Regions from separate parts of the Arachis hypogaea genome. Here region 1 is linked to region 2. The links are chromatin contacts, called in public Hi-C maps. All regions are on one chromosome and are shown on one strand. Each heading gives the region's core, a stretch centred on a gene start, on an enhancer-like site or on the middle of the called end of the contact. The rest is flanking DNA. Distances are from core to core; before and after follow the strand shown. Region 1 overlaps LOC112785368 (sulfate transporter 2.1). Region 2 holds the start of LOC112786865 (early nodulin-70).

Region 1 (6,492 bases), core at 699-3,198, 120 kb after region 2:
TTTTCAATCTTTTATTCTATTTAATAATAGAATACATATAACACGTTAAAATTAGTTAATAATTTTTTGAAATTTGAAAATAACATTTAATTTGTAATAAAAATAAAAAATATATTTAATATGAAATGGGGAGAGTATAAATATTCGGAATGTACATGTGCCTCTACTCTCTGCTTCTAAATAACTATCCAGCCATTATTTTAACAAAATAAAATAAAATCCATTAACAAAATATCTTAGATATATACTTACTGCACTACATACAGTGGAAAACCCTAACTAATTAACAGAATGATGAGATAATATAATGTTTGAATCACAAGCTAATACTTTAATAAGATAAATTCTTTACCATTTTTTGCTAGTATGATTGATCAAATATGATATTCCATTTCTATATATAATATATCATACAGATTTGGTGAACATTGACACATCTGGAATTGCTGCTCTTGAGGAACTGCACAAGAGTTTGTCCTCACATAGGAAGCAGGTAACATGGCTTCTATTTTCTTACTTAAGCTAATAATTAAGCTATCTAAAAAGCTACCATTCAATATATGGTGCATGCTGCAGTGCCAATGATAACTATAATATTTTTAATAAACGTTGCTAAAAATTAAAATATTTTTTTATTATTTAACAATATTTTTTAATTTTAAAAATAAAAAAATATTATCAAAATATAAAAAAATATAACTTTAATTTTAATAATACTTATATAACCACCATACTTATTATAATCATAGGCACTATAGATTCTGCCTCAATATATACGTTGCCCTTTAACTCATCATATTTCTGAATAATAATTAATCACACCATCACCATTTCATAAATTCTTAATTAATATTTGAAATCATTGCCTTTGACGTATTATATATATATGGTGTCTTACCAGTTAGCCATTGCGAACCCAAGGTGGCAAGTGATTCACAAGCTAAAGGTATCAAACTTTGTCAACAAAATCAATGGCAGGGTCTTTCTCACTGTTGAAGAAGCTGTTAGCTCCAAGATCCAGTGCTGAGTTAACGTTGAAAATAAAATCGAAGAAGAATCTAGTCTTCTAATAATAGCTACTTATTATTGTCATGTTGGAATGTCGAAAATAAATAAGCATAATTAATAGTACTTCATAATTAATTATGATGTGAGACGGTGTGTGTATATTTTAGATTTCCTGTCTAAGTACGTACGTAACTTTATGTAAAAATATCAAAAGTACAAATCATTAGTGATGTGTGTCATAATAATAAGTCATCTTGTGATAAAGATGATGGGAGTTTGTTTCGGTCCATCGTTTGTACCCATTAGGTTTTTGGGATGGTAATGAGGAAGGTTGTGAAAACCGGAGCACTTATCGAATCGGTCAAATAATTGGTTTAATGGTTAATGGTTCAATCGGAGTTAAATTATGATTGAATCGATTTAATTAAATATAGAGTAAAAATATAAAAAATTCAATACATAATTTTAAAAAGTTAAATTCAATAATTTTTAAACTAAGATTCAAAATTTAACAATTTTATAAAATGAACAATACATAATTTATTATTAAAAAGTCATTAAAAAGTCATAAACAACTCCAGGTCCAGGTTTTGAATTTGATTTCCACCCTTATTCCATTTGTAGAAAAGTTGGTTCAATTTTTTCAGAAGGTACATAAGAGAATCCTATGTTTTGTTTTTTCTACTTATTAGTGTTATACATTCAATACTTGGCTGTCAGTATTTAAGTAAAATGTGAATAAGATTTTTATTTCGAGAATAAGTATGTGATAGGGACTCGGGTAAGTAGCCCAAGTCCATTGTTGAGTAGGGGTATTTTTTTTTCCCTTTCTTTTATTTGTCCCCTTCTCCAAATTTTGGTGCAGGTGAGTAACCAAATGCTACTTGAGAAAACTCGGGGGAATGACCAAAAGGGCTATTAACGGTTTAAACATGGATATGGTTCCTGATAGAGCACTATGGCCCACTTTAATCCATGTAACTGAACTCACTTACACTGTGTTTGGTTTAAGGGAAAATAAGAAAAAAGAAAAGTGGTGGAAGGAAAATGAATAGAAATTTTCATTTTCCTTTGTTTGGATACCAAAGAAAATGGGAAGGAAAAAAAATTTTGATGTGGGTCTTACAAAATTTTTTTTCTCTCCATTAGAAGCAAGAAAACAAGAAAGAAAATATTATTTTTGGTATATTTACAATACTACCCCTGATTCTATTATTATTAATAATTATTAATATAAATTTAGTTTTAATAGTTTTAATACATTATTATAATTAAGATTTATATTTAAACATTATATATGTATTAGATAAATAATTTATAAAATTATAATATTTTATAATATTCATAAAATACAATAAAATATAAATAAATAAAACTATTTATACTTTATTTTATTATAAGGGTATTAATGTAACTTTATACCATTATGATTTTCTTTTTTCTCATTTTTCTTCTCATCCAAACAAAAGAAATTTTTTTCTCTATTTTCTTTCCATTCATTTTCTCTTCATCCAAACAACACACAAATAATTCTACTTTTCCTTCTATTGTCTTTCCTCTCATTTTCTTTTCTCTTATTTTCTTTCCTTCTATTTTCTTTCCTATATTCAAACAAAACCTTAGTGGACTAGGCTTAGTTGCTATTGTTGGATAATATCCCAATGAATTTAGGGTTATGATATATGTACATAGCACTTCAGGAACTTAATCCAGAATAGTTTTCTAAGATGTTGAATATTAATTTTGAATTGTTGATTATTTTGTGGCTGTTCCATCCAAATTCAGAATGACAGCAATTCAGAATCCAAACTAATATATCAATTCATAGTTCATACAATTCATATGGCATTCAATATAATTAAATTCAACAATTCATCTAGTTAATTCAATAGAGCAGAATTAAAAAAATTGAACCTACATCAACAGAGCAGAATTCAACAGAGCAAAATTTTAAAATTGAACCTACATCAAATTTATTCAACATTACAGAATGATTAATCATATAATAAAAAAAATAAAAAAAAATTAGAAACAGAACAAGAACTCAGAAGAACTTTGCATCTGAAGAACATCAACCTACTTCAAATCTGCCCTAAATTCTTCACTGAATAAAAATTTAACTGAAAAAACAACATTACTCAAAATATAAACTCAAAAAGATTGAAAAAGTGAAAAACAGAAGAATAGAAGAACAAAGACAAAAACTCAAAAAGATTGAAGAATAGAAGAACTCAGTAGTCAGTACTCACCGCAGGAGAGCACAGAAGGCCAGAGGCCAGAGCAAGACGACGACGTTTTGGTGACGGTGACGACAACAAGCCGACGACCTGCGACGGTGAGGCTTCGCTCCAGCGTTTGTTTTGTTTGACGATGGCGTTTGTTTCATTTGACGGTGAGGCTTCGTTTGAAGGTCGACGAGATTAGGGTTAGGTTGGGAGGTGACTAGGAGTCTTTTTTGAAGAGGAAACTAGGAAAGTGGCTCACTGCATTCAGACTTCACTTCAGCCTTTTTCTTTTTTTTTTCCAGCACCAAATGACGTCGTTTCGTGACTTGGGAGGGAGAACCGGTGCTCTTTGAAATCTAGCCGGTTCGTCCGATTTGTCGGTTAACCATCGGTTCGGTCAGTTTTTTTGCCAATTTTTTGTAAAACGGTTTTATAGGTGGACCGAATCGGTTAGGTGACCGATTTCCGATTAGCCCGGTCTGATTTTCAGAACATTGGTAATGAGTCTCCACAGGAGAAGGCATCCCCTCAACTTTTATCTAGGGGTAACAAATAGGCTAATCCGCCTTGTGCTACTTCATCTAGTGAGGCGATTTCAAATTTTATTTCGCGAATTAGCGGGCTAAGCTCGCCAATTATTATTATTATTATTATTATTATTATTATTATTATTATTATTATTATTATTATTATTATTATTATTATTATTATTATTATTATATAATTTTACAATTATTTCAATAAATTTACAATTTTTAAAGATATAAAAAAATTATAATTTCTAAATTCACAAATATTAAAGTCTTAATAATTTTAAATATGTAATAAATATAATTATCAACCAAATTTTTTGAAATAAAATAATAAAACTAATATTGTAAAAAATAAAATAAATATATCCAAAACATATAATTAAACATCTTCAAGTCTCTAATCAATCAAACATAGAACATAATCTAAATTATAATTTAGAACATGACGGGCCCATCGGGAAAGCCCACCCCATCCCGCTGAAATCTGGGAATTAGGCGGACATTTTAATTATAGCAGTTTTAAATTTTCAGTCCGACCCGTCTTTTTTGGTGAGTTATCCGGACCAGTCCGGCAAGTTTCGCCCCGTTTGCCACCCCTATCCCCATCCTCATTATTTGCCAAAACGACCCCATTTCTATCCCATATTGTGACGAGTAATAGATATGTTACTCGGCGTATATCTGAATCATCGTGGATATTTGTGGATGTTTGAAAATAATTAAAAATTGAAAAAAATCTCAATTTTCAAATATTATCGTATATTAAAATTTTCAAAACACACTGCCAGAAAAAGGATTTAGCCACAAAAAATTACCCACGAATACATTAAAATAGTAAAGTTATATGTTAGTTCGTAAAATTTGCTACAAACATTCATTCCTGTAGTTAGGTTTTATCAATTTATCATAAATAACATTAACAGTGGCCTCCTAAACTACAAAATCGTTTCTTTTCCATTATCAACATTTTCTCTGTCCCTGTTTTCCATTTTTTTCTCCCTTCCCTTCCTTGAACTTGCGAGTCCTTTTTCCTCTACTTCTATCTATTTCTCTGAATCCTTCTTGTTGCTTGAATCTCAGATCTTATTTTTCTTCTTTATGTGAGTTGATCAATTGTGAAGCCGTCTCATTCTTTTCTTGTCATGGAGTGGCTGATGTTCCATCTATTTTCTTCTTTTTATTTTTTCTTCAATTGAGATTTACTTGCTGTTAGTAGTAGAAATTCTAGCTATAATATCATTATTGTTGTCACTACCTCGTATTATTCTGCTGATGCAGTCATCTCTATCGCAATCTCATTCTTTCTTCCTCTTTGGTGGTGCTAAAATTAGGGGCGATTTTGACGAGGGGTTGAGAAGCTCGACCACTCCTTGAGTTTGGGTTTCTTCACCGACATTGAGCTCAGGACAGTGCTTCAGGGAGATATCTATGACATTTTTCGTGGCTATGCTTCTAAAAGGCACTGTCTTTAGCCACATAATAATACTGATGCCAAGTTATTGCACAAATTGGATAGAGATTTGCTACAGCAAAAAAATGAATTTGGGCTTTTAAATTCTCGGACTTGTTGTCTCTCATTTGATAGGAACAGGACCCACCATGGCTAAGTCGTGTGCGATGAATCAATTTGGCATGATTCACTACAAGAAAAACATTAAGTATCGTTGGATTTACCGCCGGAATAACAAAAATTATCCGCCAGTAATTTTACCACTCCAATATTTTCTTTCCCACCTAATTACTGTCGGATATTGCCCTCGATAAATCCGACGATAAATTTAATTTTTATTTATGTTTTTATACACAATAGGTGGTCAAATTCTTTTGTTTATTTTTTATTAACTTTTTTTGCACAATTTGTAGTCAAATTCTAAATAATAGAAATCAAATATGATAAATTAAATATCAAGTATACAAAAAAATTAACAATAAAAAAGTAGAATATACAACGAAACAGTCTACAATAAAATTCTAATAACTAAAGATCCAAATAGTCTCGTCGTTATCATCTCCCTGGTCCTGCTAAGGCGGCGGATTATGCGATGATGTCAGTGCCCCTGTAGCAGCGCCGCTGCTGGTGCTGCCATTGGCCCGCATCTAATCTTGGTACACCGTCATCTATTACTCCATCCGCTGAAGCCGCTCTAACTCCCGTCTCCACTCTAGTTTGAGGAAATTTGTGTCTGAGACGTATGTGAGGATCTCCTGATACTTCTTCTTAAGCTATTGCAGTTGTTGAGTCAGTTGGTGAATGCTCCGGGTGAGCTCTAGTACCTGCTCCCTCAAATTAATGTCGTTTGTGAGATCGACGGGCCAGTTGGTGGCAGAGGCGGATGAATGTCTTAGTGTGGAGGTGAAGAGGTTGTCAGTGAAGAACGATCCCAGCCCATAGACACGGTTCTTGTATGGCTCAGATGTGATCTCAAACCAAACCGTGTTAGGATCGACTTCAGCTGCAGCGGAGTTGTTGTCGTCATCTCCAGTTTACTGAGATTGTTGGGTTGTGGTCACCGCCAATTTCTGCATGTAGGACTCCTATGTAACACATGTTATGATGAGGACTGCAGTTAATTGAAAATAAAACGTTATACCCTATGATGTTTACTCACATAATGATCTGCAACCTGCTGATAAGCAAATCTCTCCTTGTTCTCCTTTAAGTTGTGGGTGTACTTGAAGGTCTCCGTAATCGCCGCATCACGACTCATGACTTAGACTATGCAGGT
Region 2 (6,305 bases), core at 1,239-3,738:
TACTAAGGGATTGACCCCTAAAGTTTTTCATGAGCACACTGCTCGGATAGGTGTCAATATTTGTGATGCCTTGGTTTAGTGGGAGTTTATGCTGTATGTCCTATGACAGATATTAAGTTATTTTTTCTGCAGAATTAAGTTGATGGTTTATTTCATGTTATGTGAAATGTTCATTTTGCAATATTTATATTGTGTTTGATCTCAATAAAGTTGGACCAGCTGGAAATAGACATACATGAGATCACTTGGCATGTAATTTCCATATTACTCATCCAAATTTGATCTATGTCGTTAAGTATATTAGGATGGTGATTGGCATGGTTTAGTCACGGCATTTAATGTGATAAAAGCTGAGGTAGTTCCATATCTAATATGAGACGGACCAGATTGTCAAAGTAATGAGAGAAATGGCATTCCGATGCGCGCATAAAGTTTATAAAAATGTGATTATGTCAAGAAATAATATATGTATAGCCCAAGTGGGAGATTGTTAGGAAATTATTTGATTTCCGAACTTATTTGTGGGCAATACATATATTAATTATAATCACAAATTATGTTATTTCAAATTAAATGACTTATATAATGATGATCTCATTTATTGTTATAAATGCTAATTGAATAAGTCATTGTTACTTTTGATTTGGAATTAAATGAGAATAAAATCGGATATTATCTTTTGTTCCTTAGATAATTATCTTTTTGGATTTTAGATATATTATCTTTTGGGCTTTAGATACTATTTTATTTGGGTTTTAGGGTTTAATGGGTGCCATGCTCAAATATAAATAGACCTTCAGGGTTTTGGTCCCCTATATACCAAAACCGCCTTTGTTGCTCTTTCCCTATCAAAAGAGTTACAGTTCAGCCACATAGGAATACAGAAGGCTTTGGTTGAGAAAGATCGAAAGAACCACAAGATCCAAACTCTTCCGATCGTATGATTCATGTTTATGAATTCAGGTACGCTTCCGCATTATGATATGATATATTTTGATGATTCAATATGGCTGATCTGGGTTAATAAAATAATTTATTCCAACAAATATATGTTTCATAAAATATGCATTTAAAGAAAATAATAATTTTTGAATGATTCTTAAACTGAACTCGACCGATTACTGCCTATTATACTGTTAATTGAACCCCCTTTTTATTGGTGTTATACATTTTTAATATTGAAAAAATATACTTGCACCATTTTATAATACACTTCCTTAAAATGTACACCTTCTTCTTTAGAAATGGTACATATTTATGGATATTGAGTTTTTTCAGAAAGGAGTATCATCAAAAGAATGGTATAAATGTCACAACCCCTTAATATTTATTATCACACCTCCGCCTGCTGTGACCATATATACTCATAATTAAACAGAAATGTTTGGTAACGTAACGTACCAAGATTAAAAGGGTTTGTTTGTTTATTTTTTAAAATGAAGGTGATGAGAAAAGAACTGTTTTGGAAATCAATACAAAGTAGTGTCTCCTTAATTGCTTAAGCAGGCATACGGCCACAGGGTTCCTCTTTCAGTTGACTCAAACAGAAGCAGGTTCACCCGCCCCTGCTAGCTAGCTAGCTTTTCTTCGCTACCAATAGTGATATTAAAGATCTTAACTAGTATATTTAATATCATATATCATGTAATGCCAGAAGAATAGAAAGGGATATTTCACCCCCACCTCTAACTCCTACTCTCTCATATTATGAAGCGTCAACAACTCTATATATATAGTATTTATGTTATATTATATTAGGAGAATATCTTCTCTAATATATATAATATATATTAAGGTGAAAAGAGCGACACACTATGCATTAGTGAGAGTGATGTACATTGTCTATTATTATTAAATTATTTTTTTAATACATGTACACTAAAATTAGTCTTTAAAATATATATACATTAAAAATAAATTAAACTACACAAATATATTGATGATTAATTTTAGTAGCTAATTTTGGTATAAAAATAATATTTATTTATTATTTTTATATCTAATAATCAGATTAAATTTTTTAAAAAATAAGTACCGAACTAATTATATTAAATAATTTTTTTATACGAGAATAAATATTATTCATATAAATATTATTATATATTTTTTCTTGTCTATGTGTTCTTTAGTTAAATATCTTCCTATTTTATTCTCATAACTCAGAATTTTTGAGACTAGTTAAAATAAAATAAAAAAAGTGTTAGGTAAACAATAACCATCTTGAACAATATGAACAACCACTAATCAAATAAAAACACATTACACTTTTAAATTATCCATCTAAATCTTAATATTAAAATAACCATCCGTACACCTAGTAAAATGAACATCTGATATATATATTATTTACATTGTTTAGTATTTTTATTGTCTAACTATACTTTTCTATAAAATAAAATAAAAGAATATCCGTTACAATAATAATGCAAATATAATACGTGAAGTGTTTTTCTAGCTATATGAAGCTATATATGTATATATACTTGCTAATAAACTTTTATTTATATAAGCGAATACATTGAAAAATAAAGCACCATAGAATTATCGATCCTCTCTGATCTCGTCCGATATCTCATTCCAATATGCATATAGTGTCCTAATTTAACAAGGTAACAGACTTATTAGGACATTATCTATCTTCATTATTGATAATGGTAGCTTCATCAGTAAGCAGTGCCGCAGTGAGTTGCACGTTGGAAGAGATGTTGGAATCTAAAGAGAAAGAAATGTACCAGCAGCAGTGGGTGCAAAATGCACCACACCCGCCTTGTTTTTTTCGAGAGGTATTCGAAAACGTTAGGGACACAATTTTGCCGCCTAGTAACAGCAAGAATGTGTGGTCAACTCTCGTTGTCAACGACAACCAACAACCTTTGTACAAAAGAGCGTTGGTGTTGTTGACGGAGATTTTTCCCATCCTTGCTTCTCTAAGAGGATACAATGCTCACAAGTTCAAATTCGATCTCATGGCGGGTATAACCGTTGCAAGTCTCGCCATTCCTCAGGTTCAATTTATATGCTAATTTGATTTCGTGCCTGTTAAGTCATTTTTATTTTAAGAAAAAATTCACATTCATATAACACTTTCAAATATAAATTTGGTCATAAATTGTATTTTGTGAAATGAGACAATTTAAAATATAGATATCATCAATGTGTGAGAACTAGAGAGAAGAGAATATGCACATTAAATGGGATGGCAAATAGAAAACTTTTTTTTTTTGGGTGATAAGTAGGGTTAGAAAAAGACCAAACAACGTGTGCTACGACTTAATCTAGTCTGATAGAAAATAAGTTTACATTCAATTATTTTAAAAGTTTAAATTTTTTAATAGACAAGATTTAAGTTTATAAAATAATTTTATTTACTAGACTATTTATTTATTTAATTACATATATATTTAATATTTTTTATTTTAATTGATTATTTATTTTGTTTTTTATATTTTTAAATTATCAAGCCTTTTACAAATTTAATGCTAGGTCAGACTTGTTAATAGACTAGACTTAATACTTAATAGATAGCTTATAACAGGTTATAGATCAAGTATAGGTCAAGTAAACTTTATTGTAGATATATTAAGAATAAAGTTTGGTCTGTCTTACTCTATTTTTATTCCTAGTAATAAGATTATAATTGGAACAGTAAAATTTAATAAAAAGAATTATTTTGTCTTAATTTCTTTACTAATAGTGAAGATTTTTGTTTGGTACAATCACAAGTCTACAAACTACAATGCAGATAGCAGTGTAAACTTAACAGTAATACCTTCTTCATAGTTGCTCAAAGTCTCAAACTCATCTATGCTTAACACCATTGTTTCTTTTTTCTTTTTTTTTTCTTTTTTTTGTCTACAAACAGAGACAATGGTGGGTTTTGACTCTTTTTTATTGTACAAGAATGTTTCTTTTTTTTTTTAATTTCTTTGTGGGTTGTGAATGAATCGGGTTTAGGCATGGACCTAATATGATATGTCAAATTCAAAGATGCTATTAGGCCATTTGGGCTTTATCTCGGTATTTCAGGCTTAAAATATGCATGTTTTGACTTTTGATGGACATTACGAACCGAAAGCTAGCTTATGAAAGTTGGAACAATATATTATTAATTATTAGAGCTAAAAGTGGCCCCAAAAAAAATTGTCTAAGAGTTACTTTTCATTTATATTTTATTTTGATAAAAAAAATTATATTATTATAGTTAGGTTATTCAAAATTAATTTGAGCTGTACAAAGACCCTACATGCTAGGATGGAGCCATAAATAGTTTTAAGCATTGAATATTGAATATATGATTATATAAGGTAACATAATTTTTTTGAGTAAAGGATTGGGTAAGTCCTAATTTAGTTCATAATATTTTAAGTATTTTATTTTAATGTTAAAAAATTTTAAATGAATTTAATGTTGTCTCACTATTAAATTTGACATAAATAATTAGTATATTGAATAGTTAATAATGTTCGATTTCAGTATATAAATAAAATCGATTCACTAACAATTGGTATGTAAAAGCCTTTTTTTTATTCGATTCTAAAGTGTTAATTATTGATTTCTAAGATTTTGGAAATCGATGCAAGAAAGAGAACAAAAAAAAAGTGTTATAAGAAGGTTTTGGCTTTGTTTTTCTAATACACAAAAAATAAAATGATATAATTTAACTAATAACATTGGTTGCTTTTGTTTATAAACAGGGAACACTGAGACATGTACACAGAGATACAAGATCATATTTGATAAATGAGATATTGATAGAAATATTATGTCTTGGGATATTGAATTAGTACATTTTATGTTCTTCTTATAAAAAACGACACAAAAAACACTGGATTGGAACACAACTTATTTTTTATTTCTTTTATTGTCAATATTAATTTTTTATAATTATATTTTTTATCATTCTATTTTCTTTTTTAATTTTTTGTGAAGAAAAAATTAAAAGTAAATTTGACTTTTATTATTCATTTTATCTTATATTCAGTTTATCATCAAACAAAATATACAAATATTAATTTTTATATCTCTATTCTTTTTTTTATTATCCTATCTTATCCTATTCTCAAAACTAAACACATTCATTGTTAACGTTTATGCGACTTATTTTTTTAACTATTGTATTAAATTTAACGGTGAAATAATATTAAATTTGTTTAAAATTTTTTACAACAAAAATAAAACATTTAAAACATTAAAAATCAAATTAAAATTTAATCTAATATTAAAAACTAAAGTAATACTTTTTTTTTCTTATTCTAAGAACACCAATTCGAATAAATACAAGTGAGAGGCCTATCGTACTTATTGTGTATTATGTTCACTACAATGATGTTTCATTATTCACTGAATTATTGAATTGAAATGGTTGCTTTGGGTCATGCAGTGTGTAGGATTCGCTACTTTGGCTCAGCTAAGTCCCGAATATGGTTTATGTAAGTTGCATATAACTAGTTATAGAATTTTCTATAAATGTTATAAAAGGATATGAAAACACATTCAAGTCACGATATTATTGAACATTTTTGTATTCTTCGTTTTAAATTGATTATTATAGTTAAGATAAAACCAAAGTAGAAGTCCTATTTAACGATCTATTTTATTTTAAAAATATTATTTGTATACCAAAAACAGCTACTATATATTTTTGTAAAAAAATATATATTAATTTATTTTTAATGTATATTCTATATTAATAACTAATTTAATAGCTAAAGTTAGTATACACCTAATATATTTAATTTTATTTTTATACTAAAAGACTAAGTGAATTGTATAATTGATAATCCTAAAGAGCGCATAATTTGCAATTTGTTTGAGTTTTGAGACAGATACATGTTTTGGGCCACCTCTTATGTACGCAATGCTTACGAGTTCAAGGGAGATAGTGATTGGGAATGTAGCAGTGGATTCACTTCTTCTTTCTTCAATGATTTCCAAATTGAAAGATCCCATTCAAGATTCTGTTGCATACACTCAGCTACTTCTAACTGCAACTTTCATTGCTGGTATCTTCCAACTTGCATTTGGAATCTTCAGGTCAATGCTCATCTCTTATTACTTCATTCTTACTTATATGCCACTTCGTTAATTTTATTTATGTATTTATTTATTTGTTTAATACAAACATGAACTCAATGTATGAAGCATGGTTATTCATTCCGACTAGCTGACTACTTAGTGGGTATAGTAACAATTGTGAGATGTTTTGGAAATTTTAAATTTGACAAATTATAAATTTTCAAATCAGATGTTTTGGCCTTTATAAATTTTTATTATTTTAAAAGTTTTTAAAAATTATCTTTATTAGA

Evidence for each region. Hi-C and Micro-C count contacts between places; a contact is called where the count stands out from the background.
Region 1: a Hi-C map of leaf shows a contact between it and region 2, with 2.4 times the contacts expected there. The contact joins the enhancer-like site here to the promoter of LOC112786865 in region 2. A contact is called at or near these places in 2 of 8 Hi-C or Micro-C datasets (both in leaf).

The regions. Positions count from the first base shown.
Region 1 is chr20:22,636,758-22,643,249 of arahy.Tifrunner.gnm2.J5K5, forward strand. LOC112785368 (sulfate transporter 2.1) reads left to right here. Exons shown (of 10, transcript XM_072230251.1): 9 at 417-493; 10 at 902-1,295. The coding sequence ends at 1,027. Among protein-coding and RNA genes, the nearest start is that of LOC112783620, 12 kb to the right of the region's middle. Within about 2 kb of position 1,949, at least 2 of the 3 cell types and tissues checked have open chromatin away from gene starts, as enhancers often do.
Region 2 is chr20:22,514,351-22,520,655 of arahy.Tifrunner.gnm2.J5K5, forward strand. It overlaps LOC112786865 (early nodulin-70), which reads left to right and starts at 2,489. Exons shown (of 12, transcript XM_025830238.2): 1 at 2,489-3,005; 2 at 5,381-5,429; 3 at 5,826-6,033. The coding sequence starts at 2,652.